2 separate regions of the Ovis aries genome follow, and region 1 is linked to region 2. Evidence: chromatin contacts called from public Hi-C data. All regions are on one chromosome and are shown on one strand. The core of a region is the stretch at or near the end of the contact, and the rest is flanking DNA. Distances in the headings are between cores, read along the strand shown.

Evidence for each region. Hi-C and Micro-C count contacts between places; a contact is called where the count stands out from the background.
Region 1: a Hi-C map of retroperitoneal adipose tissue shows a contact between it and region 2, with 2.4 times the contacts expected there. The contact joins two enhancer-like sites. A contact is called at or near these places in 6 of 16 Hi-C or Micro-C datasets (mesenteric adipose tissue, omental adipose tissue, retroperitoneal adipose tissue and 2 more).

What each region holds. Positions count from the first base shown.
Region 1 is chr1:188,944,449-188,949,786 of ARS-UI_Ramb_v3.0, reverse strand. It overlaps MYLK (myosin light chain kinase), which reads left to right. Exons shown (of 33, transcript XM_060418652.1): 12 at 1,586-1,738. Among named protein-coding and RNA genes, the nearest start is that of HACD2, 130 kb to the right of the region's middle. Within about 2 kb of position 3,641, at least 16 of the 54 cell types and tissues checked have an H3K27ac peak or open chromatin away from gene starts, as enhancers often do.
Region 2 is chr1:188,866,256-188,871,372 of ARS-UI_Ramb_v3.0, reverse strand. It overlaps MYLK (myosin light chain kinase), which reads left to right. Exons shown (of 33, transcript XM_060418652.1): 25 at 63-156; 26 at 1,614-1,817. Among named protein-coding and RNA genes, the nearest start is that of HACD2, 52 kb to the right of the region's middle. Within about 2 kb of position 2,167, at least 1 of the 54 cell types and tissues checked has an H3K27ac peak or open chromatin away from gene starts, as enhancers often do.

The DNA.
Region 1 (5,338 bases), core at 2,392-4,891, 77 kb before region 2:
CCTCCCTTGATTTTTTTCCCAGCATTTAAAACATGAAAAACTATCCTTAACTTTCAGGCTATACAAAAACAGGCTTCAAGTGGGATGTGGCCTAGGAGCAGGAGTTTGCTGACCTCTGATTTACGCCTCTCCAGACTGAAAGACTGGTGAATCTTGGTATTCTCACACTGATCCCGCTAGAGGGCGATCATGCACAAGTCAGGGACCCCTGGCCGCCAACCCTGGTTTTACCAGTCTTGGAGCTGAGTCACCCAATCCTGAGTGCCCTGAGCCAACAACTTTCTGGGGCCACAGTTGCACCCCATGCTTGAGGAGTCAAGATGAGCTATACTCCAGTAAAAGGGGAGCTCTCAAACAGCTTGCCGGTACAGATTTCGACAGCAGAGGCACTTTGCGGGCAGTTGGGGAATATACTGGCATTCTCAAGAAACAAGAGCTTTTAGGGACACCCACACACACAGCAGTATTCAGTCCTCACAGTAGCAGGATCGTGGCCCCTTGGCTCTCCCAGCCCCCAGCCCCACCTCTGTGAAGTGCATCGGGCCAGTGGAATGTCTTCCCTCTGGCCCTGTGGCTGGCTTGGCAGTCTCTGTCATGGAGATATGAGTGTTGCTATGAGCAGAAGAAAACATTGCATCGTGCAGAGAAGACCACTTTCTCCCTCTCCCACTGCCCACTCCCTGTTTTATGAAGTGCAAACCAGGACCCTGGGGCTGACAGGGGAAGGAGCTGACAGTTGCTTCCTTTATGGTGAATGGACACATTTCTGCTCTAAGGCCAGGACCTTCAGTAATGAAATCTTCTTTTTTCCTGGAAATGAAAGCTCACATCCTGAGATAATAAAATCCTGGGAACATATAGCGTTAAAGAAACCACTGAATTTCATGGCACACACTTCTGTCTCCATGTAGAACTTTATGGGACCTAAATAAAGGGCCTCTCACGCAAGGGACCCTTGGAAGAAGGGGCCAGAGTTGCTTTTTTTATTCCCCTGTCTTTATCTTTTCTGTGAATCCTAAAATGCAACTCATTGCAGCATTAGGTTGAGGGCGCAGAATCGCTTCTGATAAATATCTGCAGTGGGAAATAAGCTCATTGTTTCTGGAAACATCTAAAAGGAGCTGGGAGCCTCATGTGCAGTCTGGGTGAGGTCCATTCTGCCTGAGGCTGGGCTGTGGGCCAGGTGACCCTGTGAGATTCTTTCCAGGCTTAGAATAATGTGAAGTCTAGGATGTGTATCTGGGGACTATTTATTTAAACAGAATGCACAGAATTCTGTCCCTTTCCCACCTGTATTCTAAATGCCTCCAGAATCTCTCCCCCAAGTCCTACCAGCCCCAGTCTTACTCCTCCACCCTCACAATCACCCCCTCTCCTTTGCCTCCCTGGCTCCTGCCTCTTTCTCTCCCCCTTGAGCCTCTGTCCAGCTGGCTAGGGGTGGTCCTAACACATCATGAGCCCTCAGTGGGCCTGAGCAAGGTGGGGAACCCCAGCTTCATGACAGCAGCCACCCTGCTGAGGACAGGACTCCCACCCCTCTGCCGGCTGCCCCCTGGCCTGAGCCCTCCTGTGCTTCCCTCCCCAGGACAGCCCATCCAGTATGCCCGCTCCACCTGCGAGGCTGGCGTGGCCGAGCTCCACATCCAGGACACCCTCCCAGAGGACGATGGCACCTACACCTGTCTGGCCGAGAACACCGCGGGGCAGGTGTCCTGCAGCGCCCGCGTCACTGTCCAGGGTAGGAGCCTCTGGGCAGCCCTCTAGAAGCACCTTTCCTGCACATCTGCTTTGGAGAAAGGGCACCATACCTGAAGGCAGGCAGGTGGAGGCAATGGCCTCCAGGAGCTCACAGTGTCCAGGGTCTGCCACCGGAGACGGACGTGCAAGCCCAGTCCTCCACCCCTCACCCCACTGTGGCTGAGGGAAGATGCAGGGGAAAGAGGCAAAGACTCCCTTGGTTTGAGAAGCTTCCATTCTGATAGGCAGAACACCACACCCACTGGAAGAGGACGAGTTCCTGTAGGACTCAAGCTCTCACAAATGACCCCTCATACACTGGGGGCCACTGGGGGACACCAGGTGACAGGTGCCAGTACGGAGGCTTCCAGAGAGCCAGTTTGTCCCCTGTTCCCTCTGCCCTCGCTCTTCCCTCCCAAGCTTGCTCTTGCACCTCAGCAGCCTGGTGTCCAGGAATCTGATTAGCATGGTCGTCATGCATTGGTCAGTGCCAAATGTTTGGTCCCAGAAGTCCCAGGGGGGAGACACAGACTCAAGACGGCTGTCTGGGCTGTGGTATTGGCAGGCATGGTGACAGAGCTGGAGAAGGTCTTCTTAGGCAGGGTGTTCAGGTAAGCCTGATTCCCCACCCTCAGCTGGGCCCGGGCCCCCAGGTCCCACAGTGACTGGGGACTGAGTGCTTAGACCGGGCGCGGCATGCCCTGCTTTGCCAGCAGCTCAGTAGGAGACACGCCATCCGGCTCTGCTCCCCCAGGCTCAGCCTCTTGGGGAGAGTTTCATTGTATCTGAGCAGCAGCCTTCCAGGGGGCCTTAGAGGTGGTTTCGCTGAAAAGGGGGAGGGAACATCATATGTTGGTTACCTCGCTAGATACTATCACCCCACCTGTGTTTTCTCGATTCTCAGAAACCCCGGAAGCGGGGTTGAGGGGGGCAGCGCTTTCCTATCTTTCCTATCTTCCTCAAGAAGTCAACGTCACTTGCCTTGTGAGCCACACTGGCCTTTGGAACCCAGATCTCCAAGCCCCTGCTCACTCCCTGTCCTTTTCCAGAAGGCAAGTCCCCTGGCCCCAGAGTGGGGATGACCCTCACCGCAGGGGCTAGGCAGTGTCACCCCCAAGGGATGAAGGCATGGCGCTGACAGCCTGTCTGCCTAGGAGGAGGACATGCTCTCCCGCCTCTCGGGTGCCCCTGCGATTCCTCCGGAGGGCCTGGCGTGGAGTCACCACCTGGGGACTGGCTCTGCCTCTTCCCGGGAGGCCCTCCTCCTAGCACCCCTGCCTGCCTGTGGCCCCAGGAGCTTGTCAGCCTCGTTCTAGTTTACACTCCACCTGTTCTTTCCTTGTGGATCTCACTCATGGCTGATTGAGGGGTCTGGGGAAATCGCAGATCCAGGCCAGGGTCGCTGCTCCCACCTTCCCCCACCCCTGGGCTCTCCTTGGAGGTCCAGAAGGCCTACCCCAAAGTGGTGGTGGTGGAGGGGGCCGGAGAGGTGCATGATGCTTGCGTGGTCTCAGCCTCCCTGTCTGGCTTCAACCAAGGGCCCTGCTGATCCAGAGCCTGTCCTGGGCTGCCTGTGTTTAGATTGGATTAGAGGGACCCCACTGAGCTAACAGTCCCAGTGGAGGTGGGGGTCCCCAGAAGAGGGGCAAGAAGACTCTGGAGCCATCCCCCTCGCCCCCTAGGTCTGTGGGAGGATGGCTGCCCACCCGAGCATGTTTCAAAGCAGAAACAGAGCGGTCCTGTCAAGGACTCTGCCAGAGCCTGTTTGGATCTGCTCTGAAAACAGCCCTGTGTGAGCAGGACACCCCTACAGCCCCCCCCCCCCCCCCCCCACCCGCCGCCCAGTGTGGGGTTTGACTGGCCTGTGAAGGCCAAACAGAGGCTCAGCTACCATAAATGGTGAAGGAGGCTGTAAGACGTGGCCATGCTCCGGCCGCAGCGCTGGGCTGTCTGCACAGGATCGGGGAGGCCGAGCCTGGCACAGTGACACCCCTGGCTCCATGCCCAGGGCACCCGGGGGGCTCTGGTCCACGTCCCACACTAGCCTCAGCCATGGAGTTTTTCTTACTTTATTGGCAGCTTGTTTGGCTGCAGTCTCTGTGGTGGCTCAGAGGGTGGGAGATGACCGCAGTGGAGGCGTTTATCCCATGCAGCGCCGACCACTGTCCCGGCCTCTGCCTCAGCTGCCCAGGCCTGGCCTTTCTGTCCCCTCTGTGTGGCCCCAGGCCACAGCTGGAGTGTGGACCAGGCTCCCTGGCTGTAAGCCTGCTGCCAGGCTGCTGTGTCGTGCGCTGAAGACGTGGGACGTGCTCAGGAGCCCCAACCTTTAAACAAGACAAACTCTTTCCAAATGGCAAGTCTAAGGAGCGGTATTACCAAAGGATCAGCTCTGCTGCATTGGGTGGTTGTCTTTCTGTCTGTCTGTTCATTTGGTTTGGGTAAAAGGAAGGGAGAAGCAGAATCAGAGAAAGCAGGTATTGGGCCAGACACTAAAGCCATAGTCTGAGCACCCTGTTCAGGGAATTCTGGCCACAAGAAGGCGCCATTCATCGATACCTCTCCCTCCGCTGCTCTGGTTTCCAGGGAGGAGGGGTTCTAGGGCAACTTTCGCTGGAGGAGAATTTAGCAGATCCTGTTGAAGGCCAGACATGGGTGCTCTTTCTCACCTCTTTAGCCTTTTGCCAAGGTTTTGCCAGCATCGAGAAGCTGCTCACTCAGCATTCTGATGGGCCTTCTGCAGCCTCTTCTCCCTGCTTTCTCTGCTTTCTCTCCTCTGTAACCTCCTCCTTCCCAGATCTGACCAACTCCCTCCCACATACGTCACTCCTCTTACCTGCTGTACCTCTCTTATCACAGCAGTTACTTACAAGCAAAGTTTTCCTGAGCACCTCCTTGGCCCCAAGCATTGTTCTGGGGAAGCTGCCATGAAAAGAAAACAGGTCCTGTCTTCCTGCCTGTTACATTCTGATGGATGGTCCAAAGCTGGCTTAATCCAGCATTGACGAGTGTGCTATTAAGAAAACGGAAATAGAGAGGCAGTGGAAGGGATCCTTTCTTAGGTGGGTGCTAGAGGAGACCTCTTGGGAAAGGTGACATCTGAGGGGAGACCTCATGAAGTGGAAAAAAGACTGCTCCAGGCAGGTGGTACAGCAAGTGCAGAGGCTCTGAGTTGGGAACAAGAGCAGCCTATTCAAGGGACAGTGAGGCTGCAGCCACGGGAGTGGGGTAGGGGCAAGTGGTAGAGGTTAGGTTCACAGAGAGAGGCAGGGGTACATCATGCAAGTCTCTAGAAGGACGATGAGGGGAGAAAGCATTTTGCCTCAACATGAAATTTCCTCTGCCTGTCCAACTGCCTTTTTTGCTGGACTGTTAGCTCCCTGCAGGCAGGGACCATGTCTCATTATTGCGTGTAGCACATGTCCTACTGTGTGAACACGTGTTCAGTGAATGGATGAAGGAAAAATGGAGGTGCGTGAGTCTCTGCGGCAGTGCAGGGGGCATTCCCTCCACCTCCTCTCTTGCCTGGGGGCTCAGGGCTCAAGGAGGTGCTCAGTAAACCTACACGCTAGCTCTCAAACGCCCCCCCACCAACAAATATTCC
Region 2 (5,117 bases), core at 918-3,417:
AGGGGTGGATGGGGGTGAGGAGGGATCTGATGGCTCACACTCACCCCGCCCCAACCCTGCAGATGAGAAGGAACCTGAGGTCGACTACCGGACCGTCACGGTCAATACCGAGCAGAAAGTGTCCGACTTCTATGACATCGAAGAGAGACTAGGATCGTAAGTGGAGTGGAAAGTGGAATGGGTCCCCTTCTGGGCCCCAGAGTGAGGGTGGTGCTGGCCCTGAGGTTAAATTCCACACCTCCTCTTCCCGTCCTTCCCTGGGTTCTGCCAACTCCCCAGACTGAGGTTCTGGGAAGACTTGGCCTGCGAGCACCCACAAAAGCATCACCAGTCCAGGGCTTTCTTAGGAGCTGCCGTGCCTGGGGCTCAACTCTGCAAGCTTGAGCAGGTCCTTCCTTCTCTGCACCCCTACTCCCATCCCTCCCCCAGGACATAACCCAGGGCAGCCAGGCTGGCTTGGCCTGTCTTTAGGATCCCTTCCATTGGGTCTGTGCTCCCATTCAACCGGTCTAGCTTCAGTGCTGCGGCAAAATATGCCCGCTTGAAACACAGCTCCCATCATCACCCCTCACTTGAAGAGCTCGGCCCACAGTCTTTGCTCAGGCTCTTCCCTGGGTTGTGGAGACACCGATGGACTCAGACCCCAACACTGAGGCCTGGGTTCAGCCAGGCTGTCCCCGCCAGCAGCAGCAGCATCCAGGGCCTCCTGCCTCCCTCTGACCGTGTGTCCTTGGAGGAGGATGGAAGGTGGAAGAAAAAAGAATGGGGCTCAGCTTTTATTTCCGGAGGGTTTCTGGCAAATAAAGGAGTCCCATCAACCTCATCAGAGTCCCGGACAAGGACCCTGTGCTGCAGCAGGAGTGAGGTCAGAAGAGTGCCACCACCCAGCAGCACAGAGGGAAGCAGGGGCCTTGCCAGGTGTCTCCACGGCCCCGGTGCTGAAAGTGCATGGAGGGAGGGCAGGCGCCCAGAAGTTCTCTGTATTTGCGGAGGACTTCCTCAGCCTGATGTCATGGATCCCTTTGAGGGGAAAGGAAAAAAAGTCTGTTGCCAAGACTGAGGCCTCAGCCCAAGGAAACGACAGTGTTAAAAGAATAGCAAGGACTTCCATGGCGGTCCAGTGGTTAAGACTCTGTGCTTCCACGGCAAGGGGCGTGGGTTCAGTCCCTGGATGGAGAGCTAAGATCCCACATACCGTGGTGCGGCCAAAAAAAGAGAATATTTACTGATAGAACAGCAAGACTAGACAGAGTCTGGGTAAGAATGTGGGGCCAGACACAGGCTGACATTGGCCAGTGACGGAGAGCAGATTCGTCAGCCTCAGCAATGTGCTCCATTGATCTAGAGCAGGGACTGGCCAACTTTTTCTGTAAAGGGCCAGATAATGAATATTTTCGGGTTTGTGGGCCAATTCAGCACTGCGGCTCCTGCTCTGCTCTGGAAACCCAAAGGCAGCCATAGACAGTGTGGGCACAAATGGGCATGGATGTGTTCCAGGAAAACTTTACTTATAAAAAGAAGGGCAGGGGCCACATATGCCCCACAGGCCATCGCTTGACCACTCCCATTCGGTGGACAGCTGGGCTGAATTTCTCTCTTCCTTTCATTCACAGTGGGAAATTTGGACAGGTCTTTCGACTTGTAGAAAAGAAAACTGGAAAAATCTGGGCAGGGAAATTCTTCAAGGCTTATTCGGCCAAGGAGAAAGAGAACATCCGTCAGGAGATCAGCATCATGAACTGCCTGCACCACCCCAAGCTGGTCCAGTGTGTGGACGCCTTCGAAGAGAAGGCCAACATCGTCATGGTCCTGGAGATGTGAGTGGCTCGGCGAGGGGTGGCCCGGCACAGTGGGTCTGGGAGCCTCTCCTGTCCCTCCCCCACTGTCCCCCCCCACCCTACCCCCCCAAGATGGAGAGCACTGCAGGCAGGGCTGTGATGTGCACGACACTCTGCAGCCCGTCTGGCCAGGTGCTGACCACTCGGAACAGCCCATGTGCACGCTGCTGCTCCCGACCCACTGCTTGGCTCCAGAGCACACTGTTGGGTCCTTGAGGACCTCTTGAGGACCCCTTTGTACCTCACCTCCCTGTGTAAGGCCAGGGCACCCCCTCCCTGTGCCTCCTTGGTTTCATTCGGAGCACTAGAGCCACCTTAAGGGCGGATAGAGCCTGTGAGAGAGAAGGGGGCCCAGCGGTGGGAGCTCAGCCTTGCCCCTGCCCTCTGCTCTGTCCTGCGTGCCCCTGGCCCACACTGGTTTGCTCTCTCTTCCCCTCTCACTCACCCAAGAGCAGTGCTTTCTGAGCTGGCTTGTACAGAGGCAGGGAGATGATCAGATGACATTCAGCCAAGGCTTTCCTGGATTCTGTTGTTTCTTCAAGTCCCAACCTTCTCTTTCTTCCCTCTGAGCTGCTGGTCTGCATATGCACAAACATACACACACATACACACAACAGACACATACACACAAACACACACACAAATGCACATACTAGAGTCGGTAAGCCAGGCATCCTCCACAGTGTGTATTTTTTAAGCATTTCCTCTCCTTTTTATAATCTGAATTTTAAAAGTATATGATACAATCATATCAAAAAATATAAGAAAATATACAATGAAAGTCTCATTCCCACACCTGTCCCTCATCTACCCCTCATCACCACTGGTAATGAATTTTGTTAGTTCTGTGTCCTTCTAAAGTTTCTTTATTGAAATGCAATCATTCATTATTTATAGATATAATTCATATATTTTTCATATTTCTCACCTCTTAACCCAGAGAGAAGCTGCACTCAATATTCTATACTTGGTTTCTTTGCATTCAACAGTGTGTCTTGGAAAGGCCCATACCAGTAGCCAGTGGTTCCTCATTCTCCCTTCTCCCTGGCATCTCTTCCTGTACATAGACCACAGTTTATTTGTCTTCTTTTGATAGGGGCTTGGATGGTTTCCAGGCTTTTGCATTACAAAAAGGCAGTGTTTGTAACCTTGTACATACATCTTTACCCTCATGCCTGCTTACATCCGTAGGATAAATCCCCAGAAGTGTGGGAGTGCTGGAACAAAGGAGATGTGCATTTGAAAGCTTTGGCAATATTCCGAAATTGCCTCCAGCACCCTTGAATTGCTCATCCTGAGACTCAGGGATCTCAGTCCTTTGAAGGACCTCTCCTCTGAAGAGGACCCTGTTAGCATCTCAGTGTTCTTTCCTAGGAAAGGTGAAGCCAGCGAGACAGCCCCAGTTTAAGGAGTGACTCCCTGCACTTCTTGAGCCTTTTGGCGTGTTTCCTTTCAATCTGTGCTCCTCAGGGAGAGCAGTCATGGTGAAGAGACAGACATGAGTCTGAGCGACCTCACTCCAATCCCTGCTCCGCCTCTTGTTGTATGACCTTGAATAAGTTACCCAAGTGTGCCAGCCATTAGTTTTATTATCTGTAAAAGGAGGCTGTAAACCACCCCGTGAATAATGTGGGGCTTAGATGGAATAACATGTGTCAGGCAGAGGCTCTATAACTGTGAGTTATTCTTAGGAGTATGATGCAGTGACTTTTTCTATATCCCAGTCTTTTCTCCACTTAAAATTACTTTGTGACCATTTTAACACACAACTGAATGTGTGGAAATCCTGCATTTCAGGAAGCCCGGGGGCAGCTTCTATGACTGTTGAGCCATGATTCTGTAATTATGAAATCCTTCCAGTGAAGAGCAGTATTTGATGAGACTCCCTTTTTAAATTCTGCAGTTCTGTGCAACTTTCACACAGATTCAAAGAAAATCCTCATTCGCCACTTGGAATCAGTTTTCAACCCCCAATTCAAACTTCCCTCCACACTTCTAGGGAAGATTCAGCCCGAGGGCATGGCCTCAGTCATCCTGCCCCCACAACAGCCCTGTGGGCTGCTGCTCTTCACATTTATTGTAGAGCAGGTTGCTTGGTCCAGGCAGTGTGGGCATGTGGGGACATGTGAAGAAATGTCTCATCTTTAGAAGTTAAACCTTGAGCAAGTTCATGAGAAGGTGCAGGAGGGGGTAGGAGGCAGCCCAGCCTGGGTGAGGCCGGGCAGCAGCACCAGTGGGCAGAATACCATACTTAGCTTGGAATTGGGACTTGGCAAGCTGGATGGAAAATGTTGGGAGAAAACACAAGAAGGCTTCATCTGGTCTGGCTTTCATCCCTCCGCCCCACGCCTCCCCCATGGACAGGAGTGAGTCTTCCATGCACAGACAGCAGATGATTCTCCTGCACTTGGAGTGAGGAGCTTGCCCCTTGATAGGAGCTCGACTGAAGTTGAAGGAGCAGACTGATGCTCCACCTGTCCTTCCCGTCCAGCCTGGATAGACCTGGCATTGACAGGAAAAGGTTGGCTTTCAGCAGTGCGATTTGCTCTTCTCCTTGCTTGACGGAGAAACAGATTCAGAGAAGGACAGTCCCTGGTGATACAGAAAGATGGAACTGTATTCCAGGGTGCCGGCTTTCAGATCAGCTGCCTCATATACACTGAGAAATCAGAGTTAAAGTGCCTTCAGCCTTTCTGACCTTTGCTTACAGGACAAGCCATTATTGTAGCAGTGTTTCTGTTACAAGGGTTCCTTCAGACTCCTCTTCAGGGAGTCAGGGATGGTCGTTGTGGGACATTCCAAGTGGTGGAAGGACCCTGAGCACCCAAGCAGACGCAGCTTGGGCTGAGTCATCCATTGCCCATCTTACCTTTGTGCTACCATTGGCAACACTGATCAAAGGAGAAGCAGCTGGCTGCCGTGACACGAGGACGGGGTCAGGGTGGGGAGCCCCATAGAGTGGCATCCTTCTGGCTGCCAGCGGGGGCTGGCCATTATCTACAGTTGGGGGATAAATACAGTCCCTTGGGATAAGGCGGGTATTCGTTAGTTCATTCACTGTCACTCTCACTGTTTATCTATTAAGTATACATTTCCTTGGCCCAGTCTTGGCCTGTGGCTTTATCCCATTGCTGTGGATGGTAGCTTCTTTCCATCCACAGTCTTGAGCATTTGGAAGATAAACCTATAGAGAAGCAATAATCCTATTTGTGTAAGCCCTACCATCCTTGAAAATGAACCACAGGAACAGTTTTCAAAATACATTATTAAATAGATTTG